Regions from separate parts of the Triticum aestivum genome. Here region 2 is linked to region 1. A link is a contact called in public Hi-C data. All regions are on one chromosome and are shown on one strand. Each heading gives the region's core, a stretch centred on a gene start, on an enhancer-like site or on the middle of the called end of the contact. The rest is flanking DNA. Distances are from core to core; before and after follow the strand shown. Region 1 holds the start of LOC123145060 (protein S-acyltransferase 10). Region 2 has its middle 14 kb from the start of LOC123145061.

Region 1 (6,509 bases), core at 2,199-4,698:
AACAGATTAATCAAAATGTGTTTTCAGAACATTATGTGCATACATTGTTTCTATACCACTATATAGTGTACGAATAACAATGATTATCCGCTGTTGGATGAAGCCGATCCAACGGTTGAGAGGTGGCAAATCCGAGTAGTCTTGGCTGTTGGATATTCTCTCCACCACATTTGATTATGCCACGTGTACTAATCCAGACGATACTACACCTGTGCTTATGCACGAACCTGAAAACAAAGACACTTCTCCTTTGTTCTGGACTTCTCCAAACTTCAATTTTCCAGGTTTTCTTTGTTAAAAGAACACCATTCATGTTTGTTCTATCATTTAGTTGTACAATATGCACGTAACACATACATTTCTCATTTGTTCTAGACTCTTCCATACGTCAGTTCTCCCAAGTTTTTTCTTCCAAAAGAAGTGGCATTTATTTTATTTTTTATTTCTGTTTTTTTTTGTTCAAAGCTAATGCAGCATCTTCCGAAGTCCAATTTGTCATCAAATATTATGTAATTATACTTTGAATTCGAATGGGATGGGCGATGAAACTTAAAACATACATCTAAAATTTATTTGTGTGTGACTCCAAATGTATAGTTTGCCTATTATAATGTGGTATGTTGATATCTGTTCGCACTTCACTCTCACATGCAAGGCGCATGTAACTTACTAGTACTGAATAGTGTATGATAAAATCAAAGATGTTCAGGTTGCATGTTGGAGATAAAAACGAAATCCAGAAAATCATGACCAGGTGAAGTGTAATCTGTTTGCTCATATAATCAAAGCATGGGTGGATATGCATTGACAGTCACACCAATCAAGCCTTATGCAGTGTGCATGCATAGAGCATGCTCCTCAAAATGTTGATACAGCACCAGATGTCCAGAAGCAAGCCAATAAACACACATGCAGATTTATTCTGCAGAGTGCACAGTAGAACATAGACGGTGTACAACGGAAACAAATGAACGTGCATGCCAGGCAACATAATCATTATGTACATGTAAAAAATATAATGCAGGAAATATACATGCCAAAACTCACCAAAAACGACAATGGTTCTTTTTGCCAATGCACGTTCCAAGCCAAACACAGTGATGGTCAAACTGAAGGACGCATTTATCACAATCATGGCAGTGCCTGGTACGAGGTGGCTGCAAAAGTGTAATGTAGGGAAAAGTGAACTTAGACAATCAGCAAAAGCTTTACATGGAAAAAGTTTGAAGAGTAGGACGTAGGATCAGTGGATCACACAGATCAGTGTGACACAAAGACATGTGAAAAACAACATTTTAGTAATGTATGAGACAGTACTAATTCAATTTGTAGCATTCAAAGTCGTGTGCCCACCACTTTGCTAATTAGTTAGGAATTAGAAACCCCGACATAGCATCAGGGTGTAGAAGACACTCAGGATGGTCTCAGGGAGCCTAAAGATACTCGTCATAGCCTTAGGGCACCTAAATGGGTCTTTAATAGGCAATACAATGAAACCATTTAGAGCAAAAGTATGACGGAAAGGCTGCAAATAGACTACTTCAACTGTATCACGTTACAATCAACTATAATTCTAATGCCTGAATTCTTATAGATCCACTTAACGATTCTTAACCAGTGACGTAAGGAGTTTAGTTTAATACAACCAAAGGTACGTGGACATAACTCATGGCTAAAAAAAATCCTTGTTTTTCGTGTCACCAACTCAAACTTGATGTGAAGTTCAATCCGATGATTTTGTACAACGGACGTAGTGAACATTTGCATGTCATAATTATGAAAGCTTTAGCACCATAAATTGAGAAGATAAAACAAAACCTGGATAATTTTGCAATATTGGCAAGTCCAATCCCTACAAAGAGAATATAGAAGAATGTTAAACTAATATTATGACAGTGAGCAAACACAAGGATTTTACTACTGCATATACCCTAAAAAACAAATTCTCGAGCTTTACCTGTTGCTTGACCCAGGAGGATAAAGATCCACAATTTGATGCAACCATGACGATGAAGAAGACATTGGTCTAAGTTTCTCTAGATCAGGCCGGTTTGTGGAGGACTTTAAGCTTCCATGTTTTGAACTGGATTGTCTTTTCTTAATCATCAAAAACACACACACAAGAAAGTATAAGTATCAGTGTATACCTCAGATAGGTTGTCAACACTTCTATGCTATGGTGATTACGACATTACTTTGAAAGAGTGGCAGTATTGATGAAGGTTGCATGCATCCCACCACTGGCTTGCATTGCATCAATAACATAGCTGACGGCACAGGAGCCCCAAAGTCAGGCACTTCGAGATTCAATCAATAATGTGTAAACAAATTTAATAAGGCTATTCCATACCCTGGAGATGAACCAGCAGTGTAGAAGTATTGCGCTAAGGTGATCAGAACAAGCACACCATACACTCCAATATACCTGTAATAAAATGATACCAAATGAAGATCCTCAGCAACCAAAAAAAGATAACTGTCCACATCCTAAGTAAGAACAGAATGAACAGGGATTTATAGTGCAATAGGGGGGGGGGGGGGGGGATCATGGCGTAACATATTCTCCTAGTGACCAGAGTCTAAATAACCATGATGCCTACACTCTGGCTGAAACAGTCAAGCAAAAACAGCACTACAACAAACTACCAAATACCACTCAGATATACAATAGAGTGCTTTGACTTCTGAGAAGGGCATGTTATTATCACTGTGTAGAATTGCGTGATTTATGCTTCATAGCTGGTGGCACGCGGACAACTAGCACGCTAGCACCCCAAAAGCTACCTTTCCTCGTAGAATTATACCAGATTATATGGTTTATTTAAAACAGGGGAAACAATCATTAGAGTGATACCTAGAACTGGAACGAAGCTTCGAACGCCTCACGAAGAAAGTGATAACAAATCGACAGCGCGTCTTAAATTTGGAACTGAACCAAGAAAAAATTGAACTGGTGGGCAAAATAAGGTGGGAACTGTACCACGGCTCCTCGTGGATCCGCCTATCGAGGGTCGAATCGAGCAGGAAGACGGCGCCGACGAAGACCACGTGCATCAGGAGAACCATGGCCCTCAGGCCCAGGGGCGACCTCCTCGCTGCGCAAGAGAAACCCCAAACACCAGATCAGGACGCAAACACCCGGGACCGAATCGAGCTGAGGAGGGGGGATCGAAGGGAGAGCGTACTCCGATCGGAGAGGCGGGCGCCTGGCTCGGCGGCGGAGGAGGACGCCATTGGGGCCGCCGCGGTCGCATCCGACGGCGAGGATGGTTAAGCGGGAGTGAGGAGGGCTACCGGCGGTCGCGACTCTGGTGCTCCGGAGACGACGTTTTCCGGAGGAAGAAGCGGGGTCCGTTGGGGTGGTGGGGGCCACGTGACAGACAGGACTATGTTGTCTTATTGAAGTGGATGGGGGCCAGCTGGAAGTGGGGATAGGACGAGAAGGTGTTAGTTGGGAACTGGATCCATCCACGTGAGATGCAGAGCATAGTATACCGGCGTCTTGCAAATTTCGTTTACAGTATCTTATAAATAAATTTTGTGGAGGTCGGCCTCCTCGATAGAATAGATCCGGTAAACGTGGCCGGATTTGCACTCGATTTGAAACATCTAGTTAGCGTTATAGATCATACAAGCATAGTTCATCATACAACTAGATAGATAGTTCCGCACAAAGCACATCGATAGGTAGTTCAAACTTAAACTACTAGACTAGATACTTCATACTAGCATCTACTCCTCGCTGAAGTCATCGTCGTCACCGGAGTCGTCCTCGCGAGGCGGGGGCTCGTTGTCGTGGAGGGTGTTGTAGATGAGCGTGCCAGAGAGGGTTGAGGCGAGTTGGTACTCCTCCCGGAGCGCCGGCAGGCGCGCGGCCGCAACTGCATCTTCGGTGGCGGCAGCCTCCTTCACCTCCCACCAGGCGCGCTCGACCGCCCTGAGGCGCTGGATGGACGGATCAAAGAGCCACCCGAGGCGACGGACCCGCACTCCGGCACTGCGGGACTTCGCGTCGTGGGTGCGCGCCTGCTCCCTGCGCCTTTCCGACACGGGAGGACGGAGGGAGGAGCTGTCGGCCTCGTCGTCGTTGCGCCGCTTGCAGCCGTCGAGCCCACCGCGGCTGCCATGCCCGGAACTCGTGGAAGCCATCTCCGGCAAGATCAGGCGGTCAAATGCATCGCAAAAGGTCACCGGAGGTGTTGGCATTTGTCGCCAAAAGAAGAATTTTGCGGCGGAGGTGGGTGGGGGATTGCGGGACGGGAGCCCAAAAATGCCCCGGCACCCACATATATGGGGGAATCGAGGGTAGTTTACGGGCTGCCTGTAAAAGTTGTACGTGTCGGGCCCTTTTTAGTGGATCCGCTCGGGCCCTTTTTTGGCCCCTCCTGTAAAACGGCCACGAAAACGCACTTCGCTGGACTTGCACGGGATCTTCTAGAGATGCTCTTATTACTTTTCTTTAGGGGATGCTCTTATTACTTAAAACGTAACAAATCGGGATCAAGCTTTGCACGACATTTGCATTAGTATAGCCAGAGTTCAATAATGAGCACTCTTCAAAAAATACGGATCAGACTGCTATAAAAGTATAAACATTAGAGCATGGTTATAAGAAGTTGTCATGTCATTTGGAGTCGACATAATAGTTGGCTTGTATACAATAGTAAATTCTAAATGTGTAGTACTTTACTAATAATTGGCTCACCTTACAATCTCACAAAGTGTCTTCGGTCTCGTGTTATAGCCGGCTCTTATTCTACAGTCTGCTCTCTCTCTCTCTCTCTCCTCCAACTAAGCAAAGACATAATACTTTAGACCTTATAACCTACTTATGTCACCTTATTATACTTGCTATTAGCACGGCTAGATGACTGGAACATGGAGCGCGATGGCGGTACACGAGGACTAGCAGGAGCGGCCAATCTGCATGGCTCTCAGAGTAATGCTACTAGTGAGTTGCGTTGGGATTTTCCCCAAAGAGAAAGGGTGAAGCAATACAGTAGCGGATAGTATTTCCCTCAGTAGAGGACCAAGGTTATTGAACCAATAGGAGACTCACGCAAACGATCTTTAGCAATATCTATACACACAAGAGCAAATGCTTGCACCCAGCACGGGCAAGAGGGTTGTCAATCCCCTTGTACTCGTTAATTACAAGGTTTAAATCTGATAGTAGTAGATAAATAAAATTTAAAGTGAAATAAAAGTAATAAAATTGCAGCAAAGTATTTTTTGTTTTAGCAATATGATTAAAATAGACCCGGGAGCCATAATTTTCACTAGAGGCATCTTTCTCATAAGAATAGCATACGGTGGGTAGACAAATTACTCTTGGGCAATTGATAGAAAATCGCATAGTTATGACGTTATTCATGGCATGAGGATCGACTCCTCCATGCATCTACTACTATTACTCCACTTCGAGAGCGCTTCTATGCTTGCCTCTCTACATATTAGGTTCATAACAAACAGAGTAATGCATTAAGTATGATGACATAATGTAGACAGAATAAAACCAAGCAATATGATTAAACCCCGTCATTTTCCCCTTAATTAGTAGCAACAATACAAATACGTGCCTCGCTACCCCTTCTATCACTGGGTGAGGACACCGCAAGATTGAACCTACTACTATGCAACACTTCCACTGAAGATCTATAAATCAACTTGGCCAAAGAAAACCCATAGATCGAAAAGCATTACATAGTTATAACAATAATACATAATAAAGTTCAGAAAAGACTCCGTTACTTTCAATGAAGAATCCAATCATAAATCCACAATTCATCGGATCCCAACAAACACACCACAAAAGAAGATTACGTCGAATAGAACCAATTTATATGCACTGGAGCATGTGAATGTAGTTCAAATTTGAATTATTCACATAAAATGCCTAGAAAATCCAGTTAATGTATAAAAATGTCCAAACGAACCCCGAAAATTCCAAAATTTAACACAACACTCCTGTTTTTCTATGTTGACACTAGAATTTTTTTGAAAGCAATAAGAGGCAACGGATATCGTTTCGTCCCCAAAGGTGGCACGTTCCCTACAGAAACCATCACGCTTGTTGTGAGAAGCTCTGGTTTGTGAGAAGTTTATACCCAAACCTGCCCCAAATGGGACAAAAAATTTATCACGGCATGTTGATGCCGCTCCATGATAGCATGCTAAGTTTCATGAATTTCAGACGAGTTTTGGATTTACTAGAATTTAAAAACCATGTATCTCAATGTTTGCGGCCGAGTGACGGTGGCAGGGTGTTTGACATTCATTCCCATTTCTTGCATGGGACCTAAGCATGCAACCAAGGATACAGATTTGATTTTTCAACCAATTTATATGCACTGGAGCATGTGCATGTAGTTTAAATTTGAATTATGCACATAAAATGCCTAGAAAACCCAGTTAATGTATAAAAATGTCCAAACGAACCCTGAAAATTTCCAAAATTAAACACAACACTCCTGTTGTTCTATGTTGTCGGCGTCCTGGGACCGGGGGTG
Region 2 (6,509 bases), core at 1,748-4,247, 58 kb before region 1:
ATTGAGCTCCACTTAATTTATAGTATTGTCTGTTGCACTTCGCCATGTCATGACTCATTAAACCGGACATGCATCATACTTGATTGTGCATCATGCCATGTTTATGCTAGTGTGTTTACCATGTTGTTTGCTTCTTTCTGGTGTTACTTCTCGATAGTTCCGGTTACGTTGCGATTGTGAGGATCCATTCGACTATGTTGGTTCGTCTACTTCATGGACTCGATCTTCTTCCTAGCGGGATTTCAGGCAAGATGACCCTCACCTTGGATCTCACTACTATATTTGCTATGCTAGTTGTCTCGATGCTATCACTATGTCGCGCTACCTACCACTTGTTGATCAAGCCTCCTAAATTTCCATGATAGCCTCTAACCTTTTCCACCATCCTAGCAAACCGTTGTTTGGCTATGTTACCGCTTCGCTCAGCCCCTCTTATAGCGTTGCTACTTGCAGGTGCAGTTGCATGTTGTTCCATGTTGGGACATGGATATCATGGATATCATGGGATATCACAATATCTCTTATTTAATTAATGCATCTATATACTTGGTAAAGGGTGGAAGGCTCGGCCTTATGCCTGGTGTTTTGTTCCACTCTTTTCGCCCTAGTTTCCATCATACCGGTGTTATGTTCCTTAATTTTGCGCCCCTAACACAGTGAGGGTTTATGGGCTCCTCTTGACAGTTCGCTTTGAATAAAACTCTTCCAGCAAGGCCCAACATTGGTTTTCCATTTACCTAATAACAACTAAAACTTGCATAGGGACTTTCCGGACCCCGAGGACTTAATCAACCCCCGGGCCAGTGCTCCTCATGAGTGTTGGTCCAAACTAGAGCACTATGAGGGGCCGCCCCAAGGCAACCTAGGTTATTTTGGCACCTGTACGCGTCGCTCATCCGGTCGTGGCTTGAAACGAGATACGCACGGCTACTATCAGGGTGTCGGCACGCCGAAAGGTCTTGCTGGATTTGTTTTACCATTGTCGAAATGTCTTGTGCATCGGGATTCCGAGTCTGATCGGAGGTTCCCGCGATGGAGGACTGTCTCCGCGGATCGTGAGCTTGTCATGGGCTAAGTTGGGACACACCTGTAGGGTTTAAACTTTCGAGAGCCGTGCCCGCGGTTATGTGGCAGATGGGAATTTGTTAATATCCGGTTGTAGTGGACTTAAACTAAACTCTATTAAAATACACCAATCGCGTGCGTAACCGTGACTGTCTCTTTTCGGGTGCGTTCGAGAAGAGAACACGGTTGAGTTATGTTTGAACATAAGTAGTTCAGGATCACTTCTTGATCATTACTAGTTTGCGACCGTTGCGTAGTTTCTCATCTTATTCTTGTACTTGTAAGTTAGCCACCATACAATGCTTAGTGATTGCTGCAACCTCACCACTTATACATTCCATACCCACTAAGCTTTGCTAGTCTTGATACCCATGGTAATGGGATTGATGAGTCCTCGTAGCTCACAGATTACTACAATGACAGCATGTACAGGTAATGCGATGGTCCGACGCGAGTGCGATGCTTGCTTGTTTGGAGTTCTCCTTCTTCAATCAAGGGATAGGTTCCGGGTCGGGGAGCCTACGATTAGCAGGGTGGATAGTGTTCTTCTTTTTTGTTTGATTTCATCCGTAGTCGGATCCTGCTCTTTTGTGTATTGATGTACTGTTGTATTCATGTTGTAGCTTGTGGCGAGTATAAGCCTTTACCTTGTATTCTCATCTATTCAGTACATGGTATGTTGTAATGATATCCATCTTGCTATGCGCTCGAAATGCGATTGTGCCCCAATCATGAATTCATCATGTGATTGTGATAGAATCGCATCTTGGGCGCTACAGGATGCCAGCCCTAGCACAGGCTGTTTAAGGGTTCTTCTAAGCCATCTCTCCTCCTCCGTAAGAATACGGTTTTCCTGAGCACAGTCGAACCGCATGATGACTATATTAGCAATGGCAATTTGCAACTTGATATTTCCTATCTCCTTTTGACCACATGCGGCGACTGCTCTGGCCGTGTTTCGAAGCATGATATCTAGACGCATGAAGGGGTCTGTGATATCCGGATCACATGTCCAAGCCTCCTTGACGACGTCCAAAAAACCGTCCATTTTGACCTAGAATTTCTCAAAACGGAACCTCCTCCTAGCATGCATAGGCTCTTGTAGCGTGAGGTGTAGCGGACAATGGTCCAAGTACTCGGTAGATAAGGCTTGCAGCAAGCAATCCGGGTGTTCTAGTTCTCAATCCACGGAGACAAACACACGATCTATCTTAGTGAGCATGGGCATCTCCCTTTCGTTGCTCCACGTGAATTTACGCCCATGCAAGAAGAGTTCCTTAAGCGCGTTATTGTCCACAAAATGTTTGAACTTCCCCATCATTCTCCGATCCAAATTGGAGTTATTTTTGTCTGCTGCGTATAGTATAAGAGTGAAGTCGCCAATGACTAGCCATGGTCCTGGGCTGAGCGATCTGCGCTCCGACAACTCATTCAAGAAGTTGATCTTGTGATCGTCCTTCTGCGGCCCATAGACTACTGTTAACCACCATGGCGTCCCCTCTTTGGGCGAGACATACCCGGTGATGCAATGGGAATCATTGACAAAGTTTAATTTGCAATGGGAATCATTTAAGGTCAAAATGCGAAGGGACTAATAAATTAGGACGAAAGTAGTAGTAGATGCTCTAATTTGCCATAGCTCGTAAATTTAGTTTGCCACACGAAGACCGGAGGAGTCTGTCTACGCCCAGGGGAACTCGGGAGCATCCGGTCGGGTACCCACCCAACCAGCAGCCCTGCACGGTCGCATTTTCGTATCCCGACGCCACGGCAACGCGCTCCGCCTCGCAGCTTCCTTCGCATCGCGGCGTCGCCGAACGCTGACCCGCACGGAGGAAGGAGAGCAAGAAGCCGACTACGGTGACGGATGCTTCGTGCGAGCGCGTGTCGGAGCACGCCGCGAGGCGCGAGCGGAGCGCCAGCTATTCGACGCCTCGATGGCCACGTCCGGGGATCCGGGCGGATCCGGAATCTGCCTGATCCAGTCCATCCCTCGTGTGTTCGTCCGTGGCCCGTTGAAATCTTTTTTTTTCTGAGCGAGTGGCCCGTTGAAATCTGCTGGCCACATGTGGCCGCGTACCACCCGTTTTAAAATCTTTCATACAGCACCCGGAATTTGCAGTTGTCCAGTCGTGCAATACTACTCTGGACGTGCGCTCAGGCCCTGCTGGACTGTTTTATTTTAACTATAGTCTGAAGCTGCAGCTGTACAGCAGCGACGCTTGAAAGGTACACACACAAAACTCGACGAGATCACACGCGATTTTGTCGAAATAAAATCCATGCCTCGCCTCTCAACGACGCAGCCTGCATCGTGGTTAGGTTACACGCTGACGGATTTTCGCATTTCGGGCAAGAAGAGACACGCAAGCCACGGAACGTCGGAACGGGCCTGCGCCGTCCATTTAGCGGAATCGACGCCACTTTCATGCAGCTGGCGACGGAGTTTCAATTTGCTTCCGGGAATGGACAAGTTGCCACGAGGCGAATTGTATTATCTGAGGAAGGGATCGCTATGTCTGACGTAGATACTTATGTGTGCTTTTGCTTAGGATATGTGATATCTTATTATATATGGCCACGCGCTGATTAGAGTAAGTAACCAGAGAAGTTTGCCGTCCTTGCGACAATGACTCGTGATGGAATGTTTAGAGTTAACAACAAAAACATCGCATGTACTACGAGCCTGTTGAGCCCTGGAAGTAGCAGTGGTCAAGAGGCCTGCACTACCAAGACTTGTGATCCTCTTTTTTTTAGGGTCCAACGCTGCATTTATTACTTAGTTAGAGCATCTCTGGTGGATGGTGTAAATTTGGACGTGTATATCTCCATATACACGTCCATATACACCTTGCTAAATTATACACCTCCCAGTTTTTCAGTGGAACGTGTAAATTAGGATGTGTATATTAGAAACGCAACGGCGACCTGGGGGCGAACTCCTCCGATCCTTCCTCCGGGCGGGCGCGGGACAAAGCAGCGGTCTCCTTTTCGCGAGCTCACGAGCGTGGCTTGCTCGTGTATATTTTCACGCCTCGTACCGTCGTGGCCTGGGCGTGGATGTTTACACGCCCTTTTACACGAGTCGCTGGGAGCAGTTTTTTAGCTCGCATCGTGTATATTTGCTATACACGTCCATATAGATGATCCACTAGAGATGCTCTTACCGACCAAATCGTTCAAGAGAACATCACAAATACTCCGAGAGCTTCGCTGGAGAAACACTAACCAGGTTTTACCAAAGCCTATTTTCTTTGGTAAACCTAGGTATTTTCACCGAGAGCTTCAGACTCAATCCCAACTAACTGTTTCATTGCATTCTTCGATGTTTCCTCACATCCTTTACCAAAGAAAATAGAAGACTTATTGAGATTGACCTTTTGTCCAGATGCTTCATGCTTGCTCATACTTCTTAAGATACTACTCAGATGAATCATACTATCCTCCTCTGCTTCCATAAAAACAATGTTATTATCAGCAAATAGAAGATGTGTAACGTGAGGGTTGTCCCTCCCGAACATCACCCCTTTTATTTGTTGTTCCTGCTGACATTTTGTTTACGAGAGCCGAAAAACATTCCACGCAAAATAGAAACAAAAGGGGTTAATTATTCTTTTGCCCTCAGTGGTGTCCATGTGCTCAGTTTTGCCCTCAGATACGAATCGTGCTCAGTTTTGCCCCTAGTCTGTGCGCACCAACTCGTTTTGTCGTGAACTCTGCCATCTCCGTCAGGTCAACCTTTTGACTCGGCCCTTACAGGTGGGACCAGGCGGCAGAGACGCCCTAGATGATCAGACCGTTGCACGCGTGGCTTGTGGGACCCAGCAGAGAGCCGTTGCGGGTGTGCTATATAAGCGGGCGACAGACAGCGGCGGTGACCACGGCGACAGAGAGCACGGCGGTGACCACGACGAGAGAGAGAGCGGCGGTGGGAAGCTAGCTGTGGAGGGCGTGGCGGCGTTGAGATCCCCTTCGGCTCCGAGTTCCATGTCTTCCTCAAGCTTCCGCGCCACCTCACGGATGCAGAGCCGGGCGCGGGTGGACATGCCTGTCTTCGTCTGTCCGCGGTGCCGGACGGGCGTTGATCGGAGGGTTTCTCACACACCGAGGAACCAGAATCGTCCGTTCTACGTGTGCAGCAAGAATGGGGTAAGAATCGGGGCAATTGCACCATTTTTGTGGTCGGGATCTTTGAGCAATGGGTTGATCTGTTTGGCGTTCATGCAGGTGAAATGCTTCTTTCTTTGGGTCGATGCTCTGGCCAAGACTCTGATGAATGAACTGCAAGAAGAGCATGAAGAATGGTTGTGCATGCTGCCACGAACGGCAGTAGCCACAGCACGAGCTCCGGAAGAAGAGATGGAGCGCGAAGCACGCACTGACAGAGAGCTAGCTGTTGAGCTTAGGATGTTGAAGAAGAAGGTTAGGAAGCTTGAAGATCAAGCACAAATACCAATACCCATTTGCAATTACTTTTGGGCATTTGTAGGTATGGTAATCGCACTGGTTGTAATGTTGAAATTGTATGGAAAGGCATGAATTATGGAGGAATTTGTAAGCTTGAAATTGTATGAGAAATTCACCTAGTTTAAATTTTGGTCAAAGTTGTTTAAATGTTGAAAAAAAAAAGAAAAGAAGTGACCAACATTTAAATATGTTGAAAAAAGGGAGAAGAAATGAGGAATTCAGAAACTTTTGATCAATGAAATGCAGCTCTCTGCTCTGCCTTTCTGTAAAAAAAAGGTTCCTCTGTGGGCCAAATTCAGAGCATAGAGCCAAGTGCCGACTAGACTAATGGGCCAACTGCATCCAATTAGGCCCATTCGGGGGTTCTCTTGCGTGTTTTTCTGTTTTCTGTTCTGATTTAATTTAGGCAGTAAATCATAATGCTGAAACTTTTTGTGAAAGCTAATTGAATTATTCCAGAGCCAAACAATTAAGTTTAGAATCTTTTTGGAGCTGTTAAATGTTTAATAGCAATTTAATTACTTCAATTCAAATACACCGTGATTTAAATCAAAGACCAAAGTGTCATGGAAAATGTGCCTCAGTTCTGGTAGAGGTTTACACCTGGTGCCAAAATTAATGAACATTTTTAAGGGCATTACATTGAGAAAAAAATAATTTGTCTAAAAAAATGAAGGGTGAAAAATGAACTAAAAATTGGTGCGGCTGGGGACTCGACCCCCGGACTGCGTGGGTTTCTGGCGTTTAGGGCTGCGCTGGTAACCGCTAGGACAGGTGGAAAGACTTTGACATGGGTAAGGAAGGAAGGTATATATAGTGAGACCGTGAATGTTTTCACACGCGTGAGAGTGGTTTTCCGTTGTTTTGCACTGAAATTTTGGAGGGTTAGAAACGTATGTTGCACTGCCACATGATTTTGGTTAGAGTGGCACTTGGTTTAGGATTTAAAGGGAATAAATTTGCATGTTAGTTCATGA

The links. Hi-C and Micro-C count contacts between places; a contact is called where the count stands out from the background.
Region 2: a Hi-C map of leaf shows a contact between it and region 1, with 2.2 times the contacts expected there. The contact joins the enhancer-like site here to the promoter of LOC123145060 in region 1. A contact is called at or near these places in 2 of 5 Hi-C or Micro-C datasets (leaf and root).

Annotation. Positions count from the first base shown.
Region 1 is chr6D:351,357,734-351,364,242 of IWGSC CS RefSeq v2.1, reverse strand. It overlaps LOC123145060 (protein S-acyltransferase 10), which reads right to left and starts at 3,448. Exons shown (of 11, transcript XM_044564368.1): 1 at 3,186-3,448; 2 at 2,981-3,095; 3 at 2,351-2,425; 4 at 2,196-2,267; 5 at 1,958-2,092; 6 at 1,819-1,852; 7 at 1,048-1,157. The coding sequence starts at 3,234.
Region 2 is chr6D:351,415,084-351,421,592 of IWGSC CS RefSeq v2.1, reverse strand. No RefSeq gene overlaps it. Among protein-coding and RNA genes, the nearest start is that of LOC123145061, 14 kb to the right of the region's middle. Within about 2 kb of position 2,997, at least 2 of the 8 cell types and tissues checked have an H3K27ac peak or open chromatin away from gene starts, as enhancers often do. A contact at or near this core is called in leaf, where this site is marked.